Regions from separate parts of the Mus musculus genome. Here all the other regions are linked to region 1. A link is a contact called in public Hi-C and promoter capture Hi-C data. All regions are on one chromosome and are shown on one strand. Each heading gives the region's core, a stretch centred on a gene start, on an enhancer-like site or on the middle of the called end of the contact. The rest is flanking DNA. Distances are from core to core; before and after follow the strand shown. Region 1 holds the start of Sstr1 (somatostatin receptor 1). Region 2 has its middle 80 kb from the start of Gm46329. Region 3 has its middle 48 kb from the start of Gm46329. Region 4 has its middle 30 kb from the start of Gm46329. Region 5 overlaps Gm30687 (a long non-coding RNA gene).

Region 1 (3,742 bases), core at 506-3,005:
TGACAACAAAGCTGCCTTTCATAAACTCCCACCCCCACCAATGATCAAACCCCAACCACCATGATCAAAGCCAATGCCTCTAAATAGTGACCTTTGAAAAACCAGCCCAGAAATGCAGCCAGGTGCCTTAAATCAGTGGTTGGCAAAGGCACTGAAATCTCATCAAGGGTTGGCTAGGAAAATATTCCTCTCAGAAAAATCTCAGTTTTGTTTTGTTTTTACCCCAATATACATTCCCTGCCTCCTCTATGTATGCTGTATTATTTATTTGCTATTTATTTATTTATTTTTATTTACTTATTTATTTATTTATTTATTGAAACATAACTCCCTCCCCTCCATTTCACATTCCACTTCAGGTAAGGTGGTTTGTTTAGGTAAAGCAATGCATTCCACAGCCCCAGTCCTATCAAATCTCCCCTTCTACTCAAACATTTTTTTCTCATGAATAATTCAGTGTCTGTTGTACGCACTCCGAGGGAGTCTGTGGTCATTGATTGCGATCTGACTGCTCTGCCGTCATGGACAGTACACGTGATTATTTCTCTCCAAGCACTGCTTCGTTTGAGAGACTGGAGCACCCATGTGTAGGCGGTTGCTGAGAGTAAACAACAAGCCATTAAGGTATAAGCGTTTTGCTTTTGATGCGGTGTCCAGATTTGCACATTCTAGATTGTCCGGTATGAACAGCTTCTGTAATTCTAGTTCCCAATGTGCCCCTCTTGGTGGAGATGTGAGAGGGAGACTGAGGAAGATAAGCAGTTGCAAGCAGCAAAGCTCGAGTGAGCACTGGACTGCAGCAGGCCAGTCTTCCTGGCCATGCTTCAGGCTAAGACTTGCAGGGATTTCCTGGAAGGAAACAGCATTCATGAAACGGAATAGGTGATTGAATCCTTTGACAGAAAGTGACTGTAAGGCCAAAGAGTCCCTAAGTTCGGAGTCCTGGGAACTCCAGGGTCCCTTAAATATCAACATCCATTCTTTCTCAAACAAAAGCCTGCAGTTCCTAGACTAGGGATGGGAATTGTAGGTTGAGGAGCTTTGGACCTGGGATCTTAATATCCATATCTTAATGGTTTCGGCACTTGGGACACAGAGGGGTCATACCTCAAGGCCCTAGTTTTCCTTAGGGTTCCATGGAGGAAAGCTTGAATGCCTTGCCACTGATCCCAGGCTTCCATCAGTTGCTCAGCCAGCCACTCATAGATTAAGAGTTGGCACACCTGCCTGTTCAGGCCTTGGCGCTCTCCACTTCCATCCCCCCACCCCGCCAACTCTCCAGGGTACAAAGTACAGCCTGGACGCGCGGGCACAGCTGTTCCAAGCCGCGCAGCCTAATCTTTCCCTAGTGAACACCTACATGGATTTCCAATACGGCGCCAGGCAGGTTCCTGGGGCAGTGCCAGCCTCATCCTGAGCTCTCTGCCCCTCATCCTGATTTCTGCTGTTGATATTCCTAGGGGAGGTGGATGGGGCTCAGAGAACTACATGCTTTGTTAGAGAGTCGCAATGGTTCACTCAGTTCCCCTGAACACTCCCTGCTGCAGAGTGGAGGGCTACGGATGTTGTAACTCAGCATCCCTTAACACACCACTGTGGTCCTTCGTGCTCATACCGCTATTGGCTTAGGTCTAGTTTCCACCGCTTAGTGTTTGCGTGGGCACTTGTGCAGCGGCCAGCCCCAAAGGCAGTTGGACCTTGCAAAGAACGTCAGAGCGCCGCCAGACCTTACAAGCACTTTGCAAGGGCCATCTGGAGACATCATTGACTTGGGGATCTGAAGGCCTGAAATCTCCAGGTACAGGTTTAAAGAACTGGCAAGCAGGAAAGGAGGTAGGTGTTCAGGGTCCTGTCCTGGAGAGTGGCTTAGGGACAGGTGGAGTCGCCCCCATCACCAGAAGAGAGCAGCAGCAGAAAGAAATGAAGAACTCCAGACATAAATGTCTGGGGTTTGCTTCAGTCTTTACTTAGAGTAGGAGTCGGGTGGAAAGGGGCAGAATCTACATTCTTGACTGGCACCTACCCATTTGAAATGTAGAGAAACTCCTCAGGTCTGTCCTAGGAATGCCTGAAGATGCTGTGAGAGAAATCTGAAGCAATCTTTGAGTTGAGCTTAGAGGGGACTAGAAATGGGGGGGAGCGATGACGGTGGGGGAATAAACCACCTATGTGCCCCCCCCCGCCTGCTTTTTCGTAGCTGCTGACGCGATGGTGCCGCTTATTAATCATTCATCAGTCCAGAGCCTTTCCACTTAATGGATGTGCCGCGCTGGGCTCTAGCCTCTTGGCCTCTCCTCTCCACTCTCCAGTGTGCCCAGGACCCCCGGAGCTGCAAGAGAGACAGCGCTCAAGCAAGCTGCCGCTGGGTGATGCTCCCGGCGGCCTCAGTCGGAGCCGCGCTCGCCACAGCTGCTGCGCTCTGCCGGGTGGCGCCAGGCGGCGGTGAGCTGTGAGCTTGGAGCCTTGAGCCTAGGGAGGGCGCAGACAGCAAGGGCGCAAGGTGAGCGCCCCAGCCGGCAGCCGCACCGGCCCACTTCAGCTGGGATGTTCCCCAATGGCACCGCCTCCTCTCCCTCCTCTTCTCCAAGCCCCAGCCCAGGCAGCTGCGGGGAAGGAGCCTGCAGCAGGGGTCCGGGGTCCGGCGCTGCGGACGGCATGGAAGAGCCTGGACGAAACGCTTCCCAGAATGGGACCTTAAGCGAGGGACAGGGTAGCGCCATTCTCATCTCTTTCATCTACTCCGTGGTATGCTTGGTGGGACTGTGTGGGAACTCTATGGTCATCTATGTGATCCTGCGCTACGCCAAGATGAAGACCGCTACCAACATCTACATTCTAAACCTGGCTATTGCTGATGAGCTGCTCATGCTCAGCGTGCCCTTTCTGGTCACTTCCACGCTGTTGCGCCACTGGCCCTTCGGCGCGCTACTTTGCCGCCTGGTGCTCAGCGTGGATGCGGTCAACATGTTCACCAGCATCTACTGTCTGACTGTGCTTAGTGTGGACCGCTATGTGGCTGTGGTGCACCCGATCAAGGCAGCGCGCTACCGTCGGCCCACTGTGGCCAAAGTAGTGAACCTGGGCGTGTGGGTCCTGTCATTACTGGTTATCTTGCCCATCGTGGTCTTCTCACGCACCGCAGCCAACAGCGATGGCACGGTAGCCTGCAACATGCTCATGCCCGAGCCCGCCCAGCGCTGGTTGGTGGGCTTCGTCTTATACACATTTCTCATGGGCTTCCTGCTGCCTGTCGGGGCCATTTGCCTGTGTTATGTGCTCATCATTGCCAAGATGCGCATGGTGGCCCTCAAGGCTGGCTGGCAGCAGCGCAAGCGCTCAGAGCGCAAGATCACTCTAATGGTGATGATGGTGGTGATGGTTTTTGTCATCTGCTGGATGCCTTTCTACGTGGTACAGCTGGTCAACGTGTTCGCCGAGCAAGACGACGCCACCGTGAGCCAGTTGTCTGTCATCCTGGGCTATGCCAACAGCTGTGCCAACCCCATCCTCTACGGCTTCCTGTCGGACAACTTCAAGCGCTCTTTCCAGCGCATCCTGTGCCTCAGCTGGATGGATAACGCTGCGGAGGAACCAGTCGACTACTATGCCACTGCCCTGAAGAGTCGAGCCTACAGCGTGGAGGACTTCCAGCCCGAGAATCTGGAGTCTGGAGGCGTTTTCCGTAATGGCACCTGCGCTTCCAGGATCAGCACGCTTTGAGGCCGGGCACTGCCGGGAGGGG
Region 2 (3,742 bases), core at 410-2,909, 340 kb before region 1:
CCTTGTTTCATAATGTATAATCACTCTACACAAACACATTTGGTCTATTTATTTAAACAATCATTTTCTATTTTTATGTTTTTCTTTTCACATGTATATATTTGTCCTTCATGTGTATCTGGATGCCCTTGGAGATGACAAGATGAACATTAGATTTCCTGTAACTGAAGTTACAGATAATTATGGGTGCTGGGAACCAAACCTGTGTCATCTTCAAGGGCAGCTAGTGCTTTTAAGCACAGAGCTGTCTCTATAGACTCACATTTGGTTTAAGAGTAAGACCCAGAAGATCATGGGTTTTGCTGTGAGACTGGGTCACTTAGTAACATCAGAAACTACACACATAAGGGCTTACCAACTTGCCTGCCCAAATGTAAGCTGCATGGGGATACCAGTAGAATATGCCAAATTGCATGAAGAAAAACTCACAAGAACTTAATGTTTTGCAACAACTACAGGGAACCAAGTAAAGCTGGGAGCAGGAGAGGTGGTCCTCCCCTGGGGAGCAGGAGAGGTGGTCCTTCCCTGGGGAGCAGGAGAGGTGGTCCTCCCCTGGGGAGCAGGAGAGGGTCCTCCCCTGGGGAGCAGGAGAGATGGTCCTCCCCTGGGGAAAAGCATGGTGATTAGTTGTCCAGCACCAAAAGGTTAGCTCTGAAAACACAGATAAAAGTAACATTATGTACTGACTGGCTTTGTGTGTCAACTTGACATAAGCTGGAGTTATCACAGAGAAATGAACTTCAGTTAGGGAAGTGCCTCCATGAGATCCAGCTGTAAGGCATTTTCTCAATTAGTGATCAAGTGGGGGGAGGGCCCATTGTGGGTGGTGCCATCTCTGGGCTGGTAGTCCTGGGTTCTATAAGAAAGCAAGCTGAACAAGCCAGGGGACAAATCCAGCAAATAACATCCCTCCATGGCCTCTGCATCAGCTCCTGCTTCTTGACCGGTTTGAGTTCCAATCCTGACTTCCTTTGGTGAACATCAATGTGAAAATGTAAGCTGAATAAACCCTTTCCTCCCCAACTTGTTTCTTGGTCATGATGTTTGTGCAGGAATAGAAACCTTGACTAAGACACATTCTATGGACTCAATAAGTTGTATTTGAGAATCTATATGCACGTACAAATAGATGTATGCATTTAATAAAAATTGGAAAAAAGAGACCATGAATTTGAAGGAGAGTGGAGAGGTTATTTAGAAAGATTTGGGGGTGAGGAAAGGGAAGGGAGAGATATTGTAATTAAAATACAATCTCAAAAACAAACAAAGTAAGCAGAAAATATGCAAATTACTTTAAAATTTTGTGAGGAGAATTTGTGTTATGAATTCTATTTTACAGCTAATATAGAAAATAAATTTTTACTAAAATTAAATATTACATGGATAACTTCTTCTTCATAAAAATGATCAATTCCCCAAACAGCTCATTAGTTTCCAAATATTCTTGGCTGTTGGCTTATTTATGAGCTGCAACCAAAGACCCACTTTGTACTACCAAATCCTCAAATACACTAGTTTGTATGATATGCCACCCCTACAATTAACATATTTTCAATAAAATCTAGAGCATGCTTTTGATCAATAATGGGCTGACAGAGAGCAAAGTGCAACTTGTCCATGGAAGTTGCAAAATATATTGACATTAAAAGTGCTAGGTCGATGATGCTGTGTTGTTCTTCTACTCTCCCAGATCCCAGAGATGGCAGACTTCTGTGTTCCTACTGCAGCAATGCTGTCCTCATTGTTCACATCAAAGCAGCAAGTCAGGTCCTTATACAAAAAGGGCACCACCTAACTACCTGCCACATACCGTAAGTCAAGAAGACTGCCTACTCCTACCTCACCCATTTCCAAGTCTCCCTCCCTCCCTTGGCAAGCTTCAGAAGCAATGGGCCTTAGGACTTGGAACTCAGATTAAAGTAATGTCTTCTTAAGTTAAGAATCTGTAAAAAAATCAAATCAAATCAAACACACAGTTCTTTGATTTAAAATTTAAAATGAGGTTTATTTCTTACTCCCCTAACAGGAACACAGTCTTTCATAAACATCCAACAGATAGTTTATATGTGTTCATTGTTAAGAACCACAATGATTTAAACCCATATATTTAAATTAATCAAAATACTGGGAAATCTTGAGTTTGCATTTCTCTTTGATGTGTCACTTTAAAATAATAGATCAAATGGAACATTAAATTATTTTAAGAAAGTATTGTGTCTCCATCCCATCACATTTTATGTTCAGCCAAATTGTTTATTATCTGCCAGCCTATAAATTTGTTTTCTTTCAGGTTGTGATATTTAATAAAAAAAATCTCATTTTAGGAAACTTCCAATACTTAGAAACATAAAAAAGTTAAAATCAGGTATAAAGTCACTACCCAAAACAAGCACCATCACTCCTTTGATATAGTTTTGTTTATTCAGTGACGTATCCATCTTCATGAGGATATGTAGTTTTCTTTATTTTGCCATTATATAGGTTTTTATTTTGGACACTACATGTACATCTTGATTTAAAGAAGCAGTATTTCACAAGCATTTAATTTCAAATTAGCATGTGGAATTAAATTATGTTCTCAAACTACATTTCTATTTGTCTTAGTCTGGGTCATCTGAAGAGCAGAAGCCAAGCTAGGATTAAACATGCAAGATTTTATTAGAAATGTCTGTGTAAGAGAAAATAGGAAGGAAGCCAGACATATTTTGCATGGCAGTCATTTTGCCATTTATCTAAAGCCAAGATTGAGTCGGGCTAAGAGTCTTAGTTGGGTCCTTAGTTGGGAGCAAGTCTTGTGAGGTGTATTTTCCAGGGGAGATGCAATAATAGATTTTATAATGCAGTAACCAGGAAGACCTTTGGTCTGGGTATTTTTCTTATAGTTGAATGTTCTCTGCAATAAGGCTAAATGATAGCTAGACTTATTAGAGATTGTTTTCAGCAACTATTGTGGAGCCATTGTTATTTTCTTAAGTTTTGAAGAATAACATTTCCGGATTACAGATGAAATATTTCTTCACACATTCTGTAATATTTAATGTTTCCTAATAGTTATGTCAAAAGTTAGAATAACATCTGTGATTTGTTTACTTTCATCTGTCTACGTTATAAGAAGGATACAGATCATCCTTGTGGCCATCTTTAGGTGTTTCAAAATTTATGATCAGTTTGTATTTGACAAGAGTCTATAGAACACTTATGCAACAGCTTTTTAAAAATTTCTCTCTGCATCCCAATCTCAGCCCTTCTCCCAGTGAAGAGAAGGGGAAGTTCCCCTAGGGGTACTAGCTTGTCCTGACACAACATGTCACAGCAGGACTAAGCCCAATTCTCTCCTCAGGCCGGACAAGGCAGCCCAGCTAGGAGAAGACAATGCAAAGGCAGGCAACAGAGTGAGAGACTGGTCCCCGCTCTAATTGTTAGGGCACTCACAGGAAGACCAAGCTGCACATCTACAAACGTGTACAGGGCCTAGCTCCAGTGTTGGTTTAGTCACTGTGAGCACCTATAGGCCTGGGTTAGTTGACTCCATAAGTCTTTTTGTGATGTTCTTGATCCCTCTGGCTCCCTCAATCCTTCCCATGACTCTTCTACAAGTTACCCTGAGCTCTGCATAATGTTTGACTGTGGGTCTCTCCATCTCTTTCTGTTAGCTTCTGAATTAAGCTCCTCAAAGGACAGTTAAGCTAAGCGTCCGTCTTCAAGTGTAACATAGCATCATTAATAGTGTCAGTCTCTCCCA
Region 3 (3,742 bases), core at 930-3,429, 310 kb before region 1:
TCAGAACAGCTTACATATTTCAAAATTACATATACAGCCAAAAGAAACATAGACAATTAATTTGGGAGGTGGCTTGTAAGAGAACAGCAAAGAGTGAGACTGAAGGCTTTGCTTTATATTTATAATTATTGTATAAATTTTGAAGAAGAGGAACTTATAAGTTACTCTTCTTCTGAGATGAATGCTTTTCAAAGTCATCACAGCCAATGAACCATAATCTTACCCTCAACGTCTGTGCCACCCTCCAAGCAGAACCATTGTTCATTGAAACAGTTGATGAATGACTTCATGGATAGACCATCTTAATACACACACCATTTCTTAAATGAATGTAACCTGTTCCCTGCAGGTTGAGAATGACAACAATCAGTCAAGTCAAATAGCTTTGACCGTAGCAGGAAATCTCTATCCAAAAATTGTGCCTACAATTCATTCCTTGGTACAGCAGAACTGTCAACTCTTAGCTTATCTCCTATGGAGGTAAACTGCTTTTGTGATGTGAGGGACATTCAAGTACAGCCTTTTTACAATGAACTCCAATATCCAAAAACTGTTCTTATTTTGTGTTTGTACCACAGTAAGCCAAGATTTTAAGCTATACTAAAAACAAAACAAACAAAAAGACTTTATTTATGTTCACTAAAAAAATAATAGTGATATATTATTTTAAAATATCATACAGTTAATATGTCTGGAGTTATTTAAAATTTATATTGAGAAAAACATATGTATTTTCAGTATTTCTGTAGACAAACATTTACATAAGACTGTTCAATTAATTGTTGTTTTATATCAGACAACTTTTATATACTCATTTTTGTTGTTACAATATTTTATAAATTTAAAGAATATGATAAAATATGAAAAGTATTGCAGGGTTTGAAGGGGTGGGGGCTCTCCGGGAGGAGTTGGGGTACAAAGGGAAAGAAGTCTATTTATTCAATATATATATATATATATATATTGGGGGGGGGTTGAGACAGGGTTTCTCTGTATAGCCCTGGCTGTCCTGGAACTCACTTTGAAGACCAGGATGGCCTCCAACTCAGAAATCTGCCTCTTCCTCTCGAGTGCTGGGATTAAAGGTGTGTGCCACCACACCCTCAAACTATATTTTTAATTGTTAACAAATTCAGATAAATTGAAATTATGTATCTTTTCTCATCACAATGCAATAAAACATAAATCAAAAAAACCAAAAAAAACCTAATGAGTATTAAAATATATTATTAAATAGTTAAGTATTTATATATTTATATTAAGTAAATATTATTAAAAATTAAAAAAAATAGTTGTCTTGGACATGGTGCCCCTTCACAGCTATGAAACCATAAGACACATGCTATCTGTGTTTGTTGCTCTCATGGGAACATGCATGCTATTTTCTATCTTGGCTGCACTGCCTATAGCGCTGTCAACAGTGGACACCATCCCAATTGTTCACTCTCTTTACTATCACTTGCTATTTCCGGCTTTCACCTTCCTTCGCCCCTTTGTTTTAAATAGTAGCTATCTGAAATGGGTATGAGATGGTCTGTTTCTTTTATCTATTTTTTTTTTATTATTTTGTGGTCATGGGATATATTTTGATGGGGTTGCAGGTCCTGGAAGTGAAACAAATAAGAAATAAAGAACTTTTTATTTCTAAAATTTTAATTAGCATAAAAAGTATTTTGTTTCCTTAGAGCATTTTTAAATATAATAGGGAGGATGAATTTTTCCCTTTTGATGATGTTGCTGCTGGTAGATTCCCATGCTTTTATTAATGCTCTCATGTCTATGCATGTATTTGGGGCACTAAATGGATTTAATAGACTATGAAAACAAGAAAACAACATGAACTTGGGAAGGAGGTGTGATGTGGGATAAGAAGGAAACTGAATGAGGGAGATGAGACTACATATAAACCACACTTCATTGTATAAAATTCTCAAAAATAATGAGAAAAAATTGAGAAGGATAAGTGTAAGTTCCTTTTATTACATTTAATTATTTAGGAAAAAAGTAGCACCAGCAGAAACTGAACATCTCTACAATAAGGGATGAATTACTTATGAAACACAAAATCCAAACAGCAAAGGAGTAAAGCCATGAAAACCATGCTGCCTAGCAACCTTTCAAAAGAGTGGGGCAAGCAAGCAAAGAGACTCCTTGGAAATCAGCAAGCTCCGAGGAGAAGCCAGGCCAGTCCCACAGCTTTTCTGAGAGCAGCAGCGAATCCTGAAAGTGCCACTGCCCAGGAAGACTGTGAGGCAGTGGGGACTTGGAATCCATAGACAGGGATTCTAGAAGCTCAGGAAAGAGAAAGACCAGCTGGAAATGTAGAAATGAAGATTCTAGACTGAGGATGGGTAGCCTATGAGCAGTGGTGGTGCACACCTTTAATCCTAGCACTCTGGAGGCAAATCTCTGAGAGTTCATGGACAACCTAGTCTACAGAGTGTGTTCCAGAACAACCAGGGCTACACAGAGAAACTCTGAGTTGAAAAACAAAACAAAACAAAGCCCAAGTCAAAAACAAAACAAAACCTCAGAAAACGAAAAGGCAGTGGCCCTGTCCCATCTGCTAAACCTCTAGACAGGAATGCAGATGTGAAAGCATTGTGATGTTAGCTTGAGACTCATATTTAGACTTCTTGACTATAGGAGTATAGACTAAATTCATGTTGCTTTGAGGCACTAACCTTGTGTATTTACCATGGTAACCATAGAAAACATATAAAGTTATTTTAAATATAATTTCATCTTCACAGTTTACGTTGGATATTGATGTTCAAAATGTATTCTATCTCCATTTAGTGAAGTGACTATCAAAATATTGATCCAATATATGTCTATGTGCTTACTTTGCATAATAAAAGACTTTACAAAATCAAACTCATTATCTGCACAAAATCTAGTGATATATGTTCTGTTTCATTCTGTTATATTTTACTAAAAATCAATTGAATTCATGGCCCATTAAAGAAATGACTTTATAACCCATAAGTAATTTGCTATATGGAATCTGAGTAAATGTTCTAATATGTCTTCTGACTGGCAAACTATACCAGATTGCTAAGATTTTCATTTCATATACTCACTATGCTCACAGTACAAATGTCATTTGATCTGGACAATCAAATGCACTTCTGGTAAGTTTTCTTTTAATGTGAAATTAAAATTTTAAAAATAAAAATATAGTTTTAATTTTTTTCTGTAGTTATTTGTGAAAATCAGACCCCAAACCCCAGCAGAATTCTTCTATCTAAATGATAATTTTATAGCAACTGGGAGTCAGGATTTAAAGCAAAGCTAAGAGTGGGCTGTTGAAGACAGATGCTATGAGAAACATAATTACCGCACTTCCTTAAGGCAAGCAGGTGCTCAGGCAGAGAAGTTCAGAAGGGGCTCTATCAAAGCCATTTCTCAAAGGCCAACATACAGCCTGCTTGTTTGAGGAAACCTGGGTCTCCTTTTCAAATCTCCTTTGCTCTGAAAGTAGTTTTCTATCTTCTGCAAATCAATCCTAAGCTGACAGTGTTATAATTCAGAAAAATATACAGATAAGAAAACCAAAGGAAGCCAAGGGAAGAAGTGGAAGCAGGCACGGCTGGTATCCTGAGCTCTTAGGACTCAGAAGGAAAAGCAAATGGCCCCTTTTCATGATCCACCAGAGGGCACTGAACTCTTTTTCCATAGCATCCAAGGTCACTTGTATTTGCTATTATCCCAATTTGAGCATCTACATGTTGACTGTGTG
Region 4 (3,742 bases), core at 658-3,157, 290 kb before region 1:
AAATCAAAGTATCTACCCATTTTTCATATACACAGCAGTTAGCTTATAAAAGCATAATAGTAATAAATAATGTTAATATTAATTATAGATAAAAGGCAAGTGATTTATGAGTGGGCATATTTTTTTCAGTGAGATAAAAATACAAAACACTGCTTGATTTTGTTTTTGTTCAATAACTTTTAACTAATATATATTGATTGCTCATTATTGACCAGGCACTTTGGAAGTCATTTTCTTACTTAATTTTAGAGTGCTCACCAAACAAATTCTAAGTTACCATAGTGTATACATTAAAGATGAAGTAAGTTTAGTTTCTTTGTACTTCTGAAGATATAATTTTGTCAGCTTTGTTCGACATACAGATTTATTCACACAGCTAAAGCTGAACAATTTGCATTATTGTCATGGCTATGTCACCATCATTGCTCAAATCTATTTTTCTATGATTATGTAGAATATGGCTGAGATAGCTACAGGAGAATGTGCAAGAGAATATCTGTGTATTGTTATAACAACCACATGCACATTGAAGGGACTCTTGCCAGCCCGAGCATGGCAAACATGCTTTCTGCCTTGCTAAAAACTGTTAGATTATATTCCTAAAGCTAGACACAGAGGTCTGTGCCCTTATGTGGCTATGTCCTCTTCCTGAGGCTGACCACCAAGGTCCAGCTATCAAAGTATTGAAGTCCAGCAGTAAAAAGCCCCCTTTGACTCATGTAACTAACATGCCCAGTTAAAATTAACCACTTCATAGTAACATGGGGTTTACCCTTTTACTTTATAAACCATCATTTCCCTATGGGCTACATCTGTTTCCTCTCTATCTAAAAGCAGTCCTTTCTTGTCAATCATCCCCCACCCTCCTTTTGGGGCTGACAAATATGTCTCCCTTCTCCTCTATCTCCTGTCTTGCCCTGCTCTTGTTCCTTCGGGGCAAGTGAATATCCTTTGCACTGAAAACTTGGTTTTGGGGTGTCCTGAGGTGATACCATTCTCTACACATATACTCTCAGTCTATTTGTCTGTTTCATGTACCTCCTCATCTCCTTGGATCAGAAGAATTCCTAAGGCATGTTCTCATACTGTTAGGGGTAAAAGGGTCTAGGGAAGGAACTGACAACGTTACTCCTGATACCCTATTCCACTGGCAGAAACAGTTAGACATGAAATCAGAGTAGAGGTGAAGGATTGGGACAAATAATACAATCTACATAATGTCTTAATAATTTAAAAAAGTTTGGATTATATGTCATTGCAGGTTTCAGGGAAAGCACATTCTTATATTGAAAAGAAATCACCATGCTATTATTCCAGTAATAAGCACATTCCACTCCTTTTATGTCCTCCGGCATTTTTTAAGGTTTGTGTTTGACTTTTGCAGTAATCCCATGAGCTACTATACTCGTATATAGCCAAGGAAACAAAGGCACACAGATATTAGTAGAAATGCTAAGTGTTTTCCAGGAACTCGGGACTCTGGATGTGCATCAATTTGAATGTTGTAGCCAAGACTTATGTGTTGGGGCATGTGGCTACATCAAGATTATTGTCTCTGTACTGGTGTGTTTCATAAATCAGAAGAGGGAACCCTCTAATGGAAAGGCTACTCTCCTAGTCAATTCTCCACCTGGGAGGTTGCTCTGTCAAGTATTGCTCCTCAACATCTATCTTCCCCAAGTTGGAGTGAGAATTGTCATCTTCTCTTTATCTTTCCCTTCTTGTGCATAGAGGGTTTACCCAACATATGCTTTCTTTTACTACACTGGTAGAATTTGGCATAAGCATCTTGGCAGGAGACTTCATGTGCTCTTTACATCTATTAAGTTAATAAGCTAACTGGCCCTAATCACAGGACTCCACAGTTTGTTCCCTGGAACATACTGAATTTCCTTTTTGGAGATAGGAGTGATTTGGCCAACAGGAGCAAGAACCTGAGCCAGGGAAGAATAAAAATAAAAGTAAATAGCTAAGCCATTTGTATTTACTTAGAAAGTAGAGAGAAAACAAAAGCTAATCTCGTCCAACATGAAAAATTATTAGAAGTGGTCTATTAAATAAGAAGTCAAGGTTTCAACGGCATACATTATAGCACGTTCACTTGCATATTTTTGGTGGCCCTGCAATTTTAATGCTTCTAAGACTTAAAAAGTTCTTAATTTCAATTTTTAGAGATGCTGCATCAACTATTTTACTAAATTACTTTTTTCCCACTATTGCCATAAAATCATCTTTGTATACTTGAAGTGTAACTCTCTAACTTTTTTATTTTTATTTTTTAGGCATTTAAAAATTAGGTCTATGTCCAGGAGTTGGAAAAACACTTTCTAATTTGTTCATTAACAGGCAAGTTGCCCAACATGCATTGCTCTTGCCAGGTGCTGAGCTGGCTACTAGAACCACTGAGTAAACAATGCTCAGAGATCTTTGTTTCCTGACAGCACTTTTTGGCTTCTCTTGCAAAATCTGACCTTGATACTCCAGACTGTACGATACAGGCTGTGCCAAAAAAAAGGTGTTCTATGAGGGTGTAATATAGTGTCTAAGAGTGGCTCTTCTTTGTCTTTCCCCCCAATAATGCAGCTATGCTAGTCACAAGGAATATTTAGAAAATATGCATCCTAGTGTTGTACTTGGAAGAAGTAGTTCCTGTCTGGTATTTTTCACATCACAGCTTTAAATGCAACCAAAGGAATTGAATTACATTCTCGTGTTTTGATGGACAGTGGAAATGGTGTCCACTCACTTGTTAATAACCACCAGAGGAAGTCGAAAGTCTGGAACATAAAATTACCAGAGGCAGGGCAGAAGCTGAAAGGCTACCCACAGCCTTGCTTTCCCCTCTCCTCTAGTTTGCTTTGTGAGAACATTAATTAATTTTAATCAAAATTATCTGTTGAGCCCTGTCATAAGCCGTGCTAGGCATTTGAGATAAAGTGGAATAAACTATGATTTCTAACTTCCTGGAAAACCTTTCCTGGCTCGTCAGGACAAAGTGGGAGATGCTTCAAAATGAACAGACAGAAGTGAGAATAAAATGGTTTCAGACTGTGGTCTGTAGTGAAGAGAAGGGAAGCAGCAGATATAGCCACCCACACGGGAGAATTATGGGGCATTTCTGCTCCCAGAGCTTCTTGGTCAGGGTGAGGCTGCCTTCTCATGCTTAGAGAGGAGTCTCCTGGGTCTCTGGAAAGGGTTGCTTTAAAAACGGACGGATGAAGCAATGGTGCACACCTGAGAGAGTCTCCGGGGACCTCAACTTTCTGTTCTGTAGCTTCCAGACAGAAGCTTGGCTTTCCTGCAAGGGGTAATGCATTCGGAGTCACTGTTGAGCTGACAAAAAGCTTTTCTTCAATTTCAGTGACTTATGGTGCAGAGACAATGCTTGCTATGGAAGTTTTCCTGAAGGTTCAATTATTGAATGAAAAATTACTCTTGGAACATGTTATGATTGTAGTTTTAAGTACCGTTTGTACGTGTTCCATCATGAACAAGCATTACAGATACTCCTGTATTGGTCACATAATGACAGGATTAACATGGCTAATTGATTTTTCTCTCTAGGATTTTTAGTATTACAGGTTTAGGTTAATTAGTGTGGTGCTGGGCACACAGGTGTATCTAAAAATATTTTAATGTGTTCTATGACATCTGAAGACCTTGAAGAATGACAACTCTGGGTTATAGCCCAGACAACATGGTGAGATGAACTAAGTCGTCATGCTGCATTTCAAATGAATGA
Region 5 (3,742 bases), core at 706-3,205, 260 kb after region 1:
TACAGTCACAAGAAAGAAAATAACTGACCCAGACTGCATCCGCCTAGATACTACTGCAGTGCTGTCCAAGAAAATATTTTGGAAGTTCATTGTAACTCAGAGCTGTTTGGCTAGAGGACATTACCACCTTTAAGTCAAGATATTTTATCAGAAGTAGTGAAGAGGCAAACAAGTGGGCCCAGAACCTCCAGCACTTACGTGACAGACTTCTCTAGTCCAGCTGTCAAAACCTTAATATACATTAACACACACGTGCACACACACACACACACACACACACACACACACACACAGGGCCTGGGGGGGCCACACAGACACAAGTCCTAAGTTACAGGATGTGCCATTTGTCTCCTAAGGGCCTGTTCTTCATTCCTGTCATTTTGTGTTTCTGTTGGTTTGTTTGCTCTTTTTGCCTTTTGGCTTTTTTCCTGGGGCACAGAGCTGTAGACCACATCCTTGCCCCATCTTTCCTATGGATGATTATATAGCAGTGCTGGCCCCTTAACAGGCTGTCTCCTATGTCCTTTGCTGTCATTTGCTGGCATTCTAAAGTCTGAAGGTGAATGGCACTTAAGTGATTCAGCTCTGAATTACCAAATGATCTTTCTGAAGATTTGTAGAACCTGGAACATCTGGTGGTCTTCAGAATAGATTAGATTCTAGAAGGTTCTTCCTGAGTCTTTTATTCTATGTGTCAACTACCCAATGCATGTAAATTGCTGTGAGGTTTAACTTGCAGAAAAGAAATATGTCCTTCATATAACATCTAATTCTAAGGAGCTGAAGACACAAAGAGGGTGGGGTAGGAGAGAAACACTTGTGCATTCTTCGGAATAAGGAAGTCCCTGGCTACCATGCTAATAAAGGTTTCGGCCACTGTTTTTGGCACATCTGTTATCTCCCTAAAATAGAGCCTAGTGCCTCTGAATTCCCTAAGATGGAGTTCTGAGATACTAACCCTACCTTCATCATCTCCGGATGCCTGACCTTGAATAAAACTGATTTCTTACTCAGTTACACGGGTCTCCTGAGTGCCATCCTCAGCGCTCAGAGCAGCTGGACCTGAGACTAGTAACCTTTTAAAAGGATACAAAGGTTGATGCAGATTTGAGGGAGTGGCCTCTGGGAGGAATGGTTCTCTGCTTTCTTTGTGTTGAGAGCAGAGTATTGCAAGGTGCTGTTCATCCCACCTTACTTCAGGGTGTGCTGCCTAATCCCCCCCCCCCTTTTTTTTTTTTTTTTTTGCACTTTCAAGCTTTGAGAATGACCTTTCCCCCAAGGTCCTTTGGGGCCTCTGTTCAGGGACTAGAGGGAGGAAACATGACACCAGGGTGAAGGCCCTGAGTAAATGTAAATTCATCCTGTTCATCCTGGGTTCTGCTCCAGCAGATTTCCTGTCATTTAGCAGCACCATGAATTTTAATATGATACTTATTGCAACTCAGTGGCTCACTCTTAATCTACAGTCTTTGGGAAGTATTGATCACAGTCAACAGGTCACAGAAGTATCCCTGCGGCAAGTACCAAATCTTTTTATAAGGAGCATATTCAGTTTTAGTATGACCTATTAGCTAACTCTATTCTGCTTTCTGAAAAGTACCCCTGATTTTGAGTTTCAGCCTTTTCTAGTTCATCCTGACTACTACTAACTTTAAATTAACTGAAAAAACAAAACAAACAAACAAAAAAAAACAAAAAAAACCCAAAACAAACAAAACAAACAAACAAAAAAAAACATTGTCACTTTGTCACTGCCAGTAATGGAACACTTTAAACTTCAATTGATCAAATTTTGTGATGGTTATCAAGGTGATTAGAACTGGAACAAACTAGAAGCCCAGCCTCTGAGAAGGTCTCTGAGGTTATTTCCTGGAAGGGTCACCTGAGGATGAAGACAGTCCTCTGAGAGAATGGATAGCAGCTCCCCACTGTGACCTTGAGAAGAACAGTTCAAGAGAATGTTGCCTTTTGCTGTTTTGCCTCCACCCCTTACTAGAAAGTGCATCTACTCCACTGCTGCTTTTGATGCTGTTGCTGTTACTGTTGCTGTTGCTGTTGCTGTTGCTGTTACTGTTGCTGTTGCTGTTGCTGTTGCTGTTGCTGTTGCTGTTGCTGTTGCTGTTGCTGTTGCTGTTGCTGTTGCCAAAGCAATCATTCACTGACATGGAAAACCAGCCTGTGCTTTCCAAAGCTCACTGAGGACTGGTAGCCCTCGGAGAAGCCTCCCTGCTCTCGGTGCCAGACTGGGAGTGCTGCTGCATCTGGCTTCATGCACTGGGCCTCTGTGCTCTCATCCTCCTCAGTATTCAGACAGCCATTGTTGGACTGTGACTACCCACTGAATACCATATACGCCAATCTCATAAACCCTTTGTAGTATATATTCACTATCTAAGTTCATTTCCTCTAGAGTATCCTGAACAATGCAAGTATATACCCAAGCATTCTATGCCGAGGCCCTCATGGGTTAATTTCTTAAAATATATGCACTAAAGAACTGAGAACAGAACTCAGAACAGCATCATAAAACCAAACTTATGTCTTCAGGGAGATGCAGGCACTAACTAAATAATCACGGAATGAATCTCACATTGTCATTAAAGGGTCATGCTGGAAACACCGTTTTCTGCACCATCGTGTGATTGTTTTATGAATTAGCGATACTGGAACTTAGAGCTACAGGATGAACGAGCGTCCAGCTAGGCAGAGTGCAGCGGGAAAAGTACACTATTTAACAAGCAAAATGTGGAACCTACTGTGTAGACACACACCCTGGGTGAACAGAAAGCTGAAAGAGCATGGATGAGGCAGAATAAGCGGCAGCTTTGTGGTGGGGGATAAGAAGACACTCTGGTTATCCGTCCTATTTTCACATTGTCTCATTGCTGTCTCAGTCTTCATCCTACAGCTCTCCTCAAGGGCAGGATCAAATACGTTCCCTCTGATACTGCACAGTCACTCTCTGCTCCCTCTGATATTGAGCACTCGCTCTCTCTCTCTGCTCCCTCTGATACTGTGCAATCACTCTCTATCTGCCCCTGTTATTTCCTTTTTGCCCCCTACAACTGGTTCTGTACACCATAGCCAGTGACCTTTGTCAAATCCAAAATTCATTATTTTGCCTCTCTCCATAACAACACTGGCTGTCTAGTTTTTACAGAATAAGGCCACATGGAACTGCCTTAGCTAAACCTGATACCCTGGAAGTTTGTGTAGGTGGACTTTGCATTGTACTGACAAAATATCAATGATAAGATATTAAAATTATTAAATTAATTAATTAATATTAAAATGGGGAAAGATTTAATTTGACTAATCGTCTAGAGGATTTCAGGCCACGGCTGGCTGTATTCATTGCTTTTAGGTCTATAGTCAGGCAGTCTATCATTGCAGGAAACAAACAGTAGAACAAAGCTGTTATACGCATGCAGCTAAGAAACAAAGAGACAGGGCTTGGAGATCCAGTGTACCCAAGGGCCTGTCCACAGTGCTATAACTTCCTACCACTAAGCTTCACATCCTAGTGTTATATCACCTCTCAACATTCTACAGGCTGCTATCTAAGTCTTCACACTAAAACTCTAAATGCTCCACAGACAAGGAATATTTTTTTTTCTCCATCTCTTTCAGAGACATATGTTAGAGTTCTTTCTTCATGGACTCAAACAAGCTCTTCAACTTGTAAGTGATGTAGTTTCCTTAAAGATGGCTTCAGTGACCCACTTCCAGTGGTTTGTCCCTT

Evidence for each region. Promoter capture Hi-C pulls out the DNA fragments that hold promoters and counts their contacts. Hi-C and Micro-C count contacts between places; a contact is called where the count stands out from the background.
Region 2: a contact with region 1 is called in a promoter capture Hi-C map of liver, with 4 times the contacts expected there. The contact joins the enhancer-like site here to the promoter of Sstr1 in region 1. A contact is called at or near these places in 7 of 39 promoter capture datasets (the 3T3-L1 cell line, cranial neural crest, frontonasal cranial neural crest and 3 more), 2 of 115 datasets of contacts at active chromatin or transcription factors (SST interneurons and stem cell-derived neural progenitor cells) and 2 of 9 other capture datasets (liver and pancreatic islet).
Region 3: a contact with region 1 is called in a Hi-C map of cerebral cortex, with 2.5 times the contacts expected there. The contact joins the enhancer-like site here to the promoter of Sstr1 in region 1. A contact is called at or near these places in 2 of 39 promoter capture datasets (hippocampal neurons and liver), 5 of 484 Hi-C or Micro-C datasets (LSK cells, cerebral cortex, embryonic fibroblasts and 2 more) and 1 of 9 other capture datasets (embryonic stem cells).
Region 4: a promoter capture Hi-C map of liver shows a contact between it and region 1, with 4 times the contacts expected there. The contact joins the enhancer-like site here to the promoter of Sstr1 in region 1. A contact is called at or near these places in 10 of 39 promoter capture datasets (3T3-L1-derived adipocytes, the HPC-7 cell line, HPC-7-derived erythroid cells and 6 more), 2 of 484 Hi-C or Micro-C datasets (both in cortical neurons) and 1 of 9 other capture datasets (liver).
Region 5: a contact with region 1 is called in a promoter capture Hi-C map of embryonic stem cells, with 2.3 times the contacts expected there. The contact joins the enhancer-like site here to the promoter of Sstr1 in region 1. A contact is called at or near these places in 7 of 39 promoter capture datasets (the 3T3-L1 cell line, 3T3-L1-derived adipocytes, embryonic stem cells and 3 more), 2 of 484 Hi-C or Micro-C datasets (both in embryonic stem cells) and 4 of 115 datasets of contacts at active chromatin or transcription factors (SST interneurons, embryonic stem cells and forebrain).

Annotation. Positions count from the first base shown.
Region 1 is chr12:58,210,049-58,213,790 of GRCm38.p6, forward strand. Sstr1 (somatostatin receptor 1) reads left to right here and starts at 1,756. Exons shown (of 2, transcript NM_009216.3): 1 at 1,756-1,833; 2 at 2,198-3,742. The coding sequence starts at 2,545. The coding sequence ends at 3,720.
Region 2 is chr12:57,869,577-57,873,318 of GRCm38.p6, forward strand. No RefSeq gene overlaps it. Among named protein-coding and RNA genes, the nearest start is that of Gm46329, 80 kb to the right of the region's middle. Within about 2 kb of position 1,660, at least 3 of the 459 cell types and tissues checked have an H3K27ac peak or open chromatin away from gene starts, as enhancers often do. A contact at or near this core is called in liver, where this site is marked.
Region 3 is chr12:57,901,197-57,904,938 of GRCm38.p6, forward strand. No RefSeq gene overlaps it. Among named protein-coding and RNA genes, the nearest start is that of Gm46329, 48 kb to the right of the region's middle. Within about 2 kb of position 2,180, at least 3 of the 459 cell types and tissues checked have an H3K27ac peak or open chromatin away from gene starts, as enhancers often do. A contact at or near this core is called in cerebral cortex, where this site is marked.
Region 4 is chr12:57,919,779-57,923,520 of GRCm38.p6, forward strand. No RefSeq gene overlaps it. Among named protein-coding and RNA genes, the nearest start is that of Gm46329, 30 kb to the right of the region's middle. Within about 2 kb of position 1,908, at least 1 of the 459 cell types and tissues checked has an H3K27ac peak or open chromatin away from gene starts, as enhancers often do. A contact at or near this core is called in liver, where this site is marked.
Region 5 is chr12:58,472,471-58,476,212 of GRCm38.p6, forward strand. The region is part of intron 1 of Gm30687 (a long non-coding RNA gene); the gene reads left to right. Among named protein-coding and RNA genes, the nearest start is that of Gm40428, 32 kb to the left of the region's middle. Within about 2 kb of position 1,956, at least 6 of the 459 cell types and tissues checked have an H3K27ac peak or open chromatin away from gene starts, as enhancers often do. A contact at or near this core is called in embryonic stem cells, where this site is marked.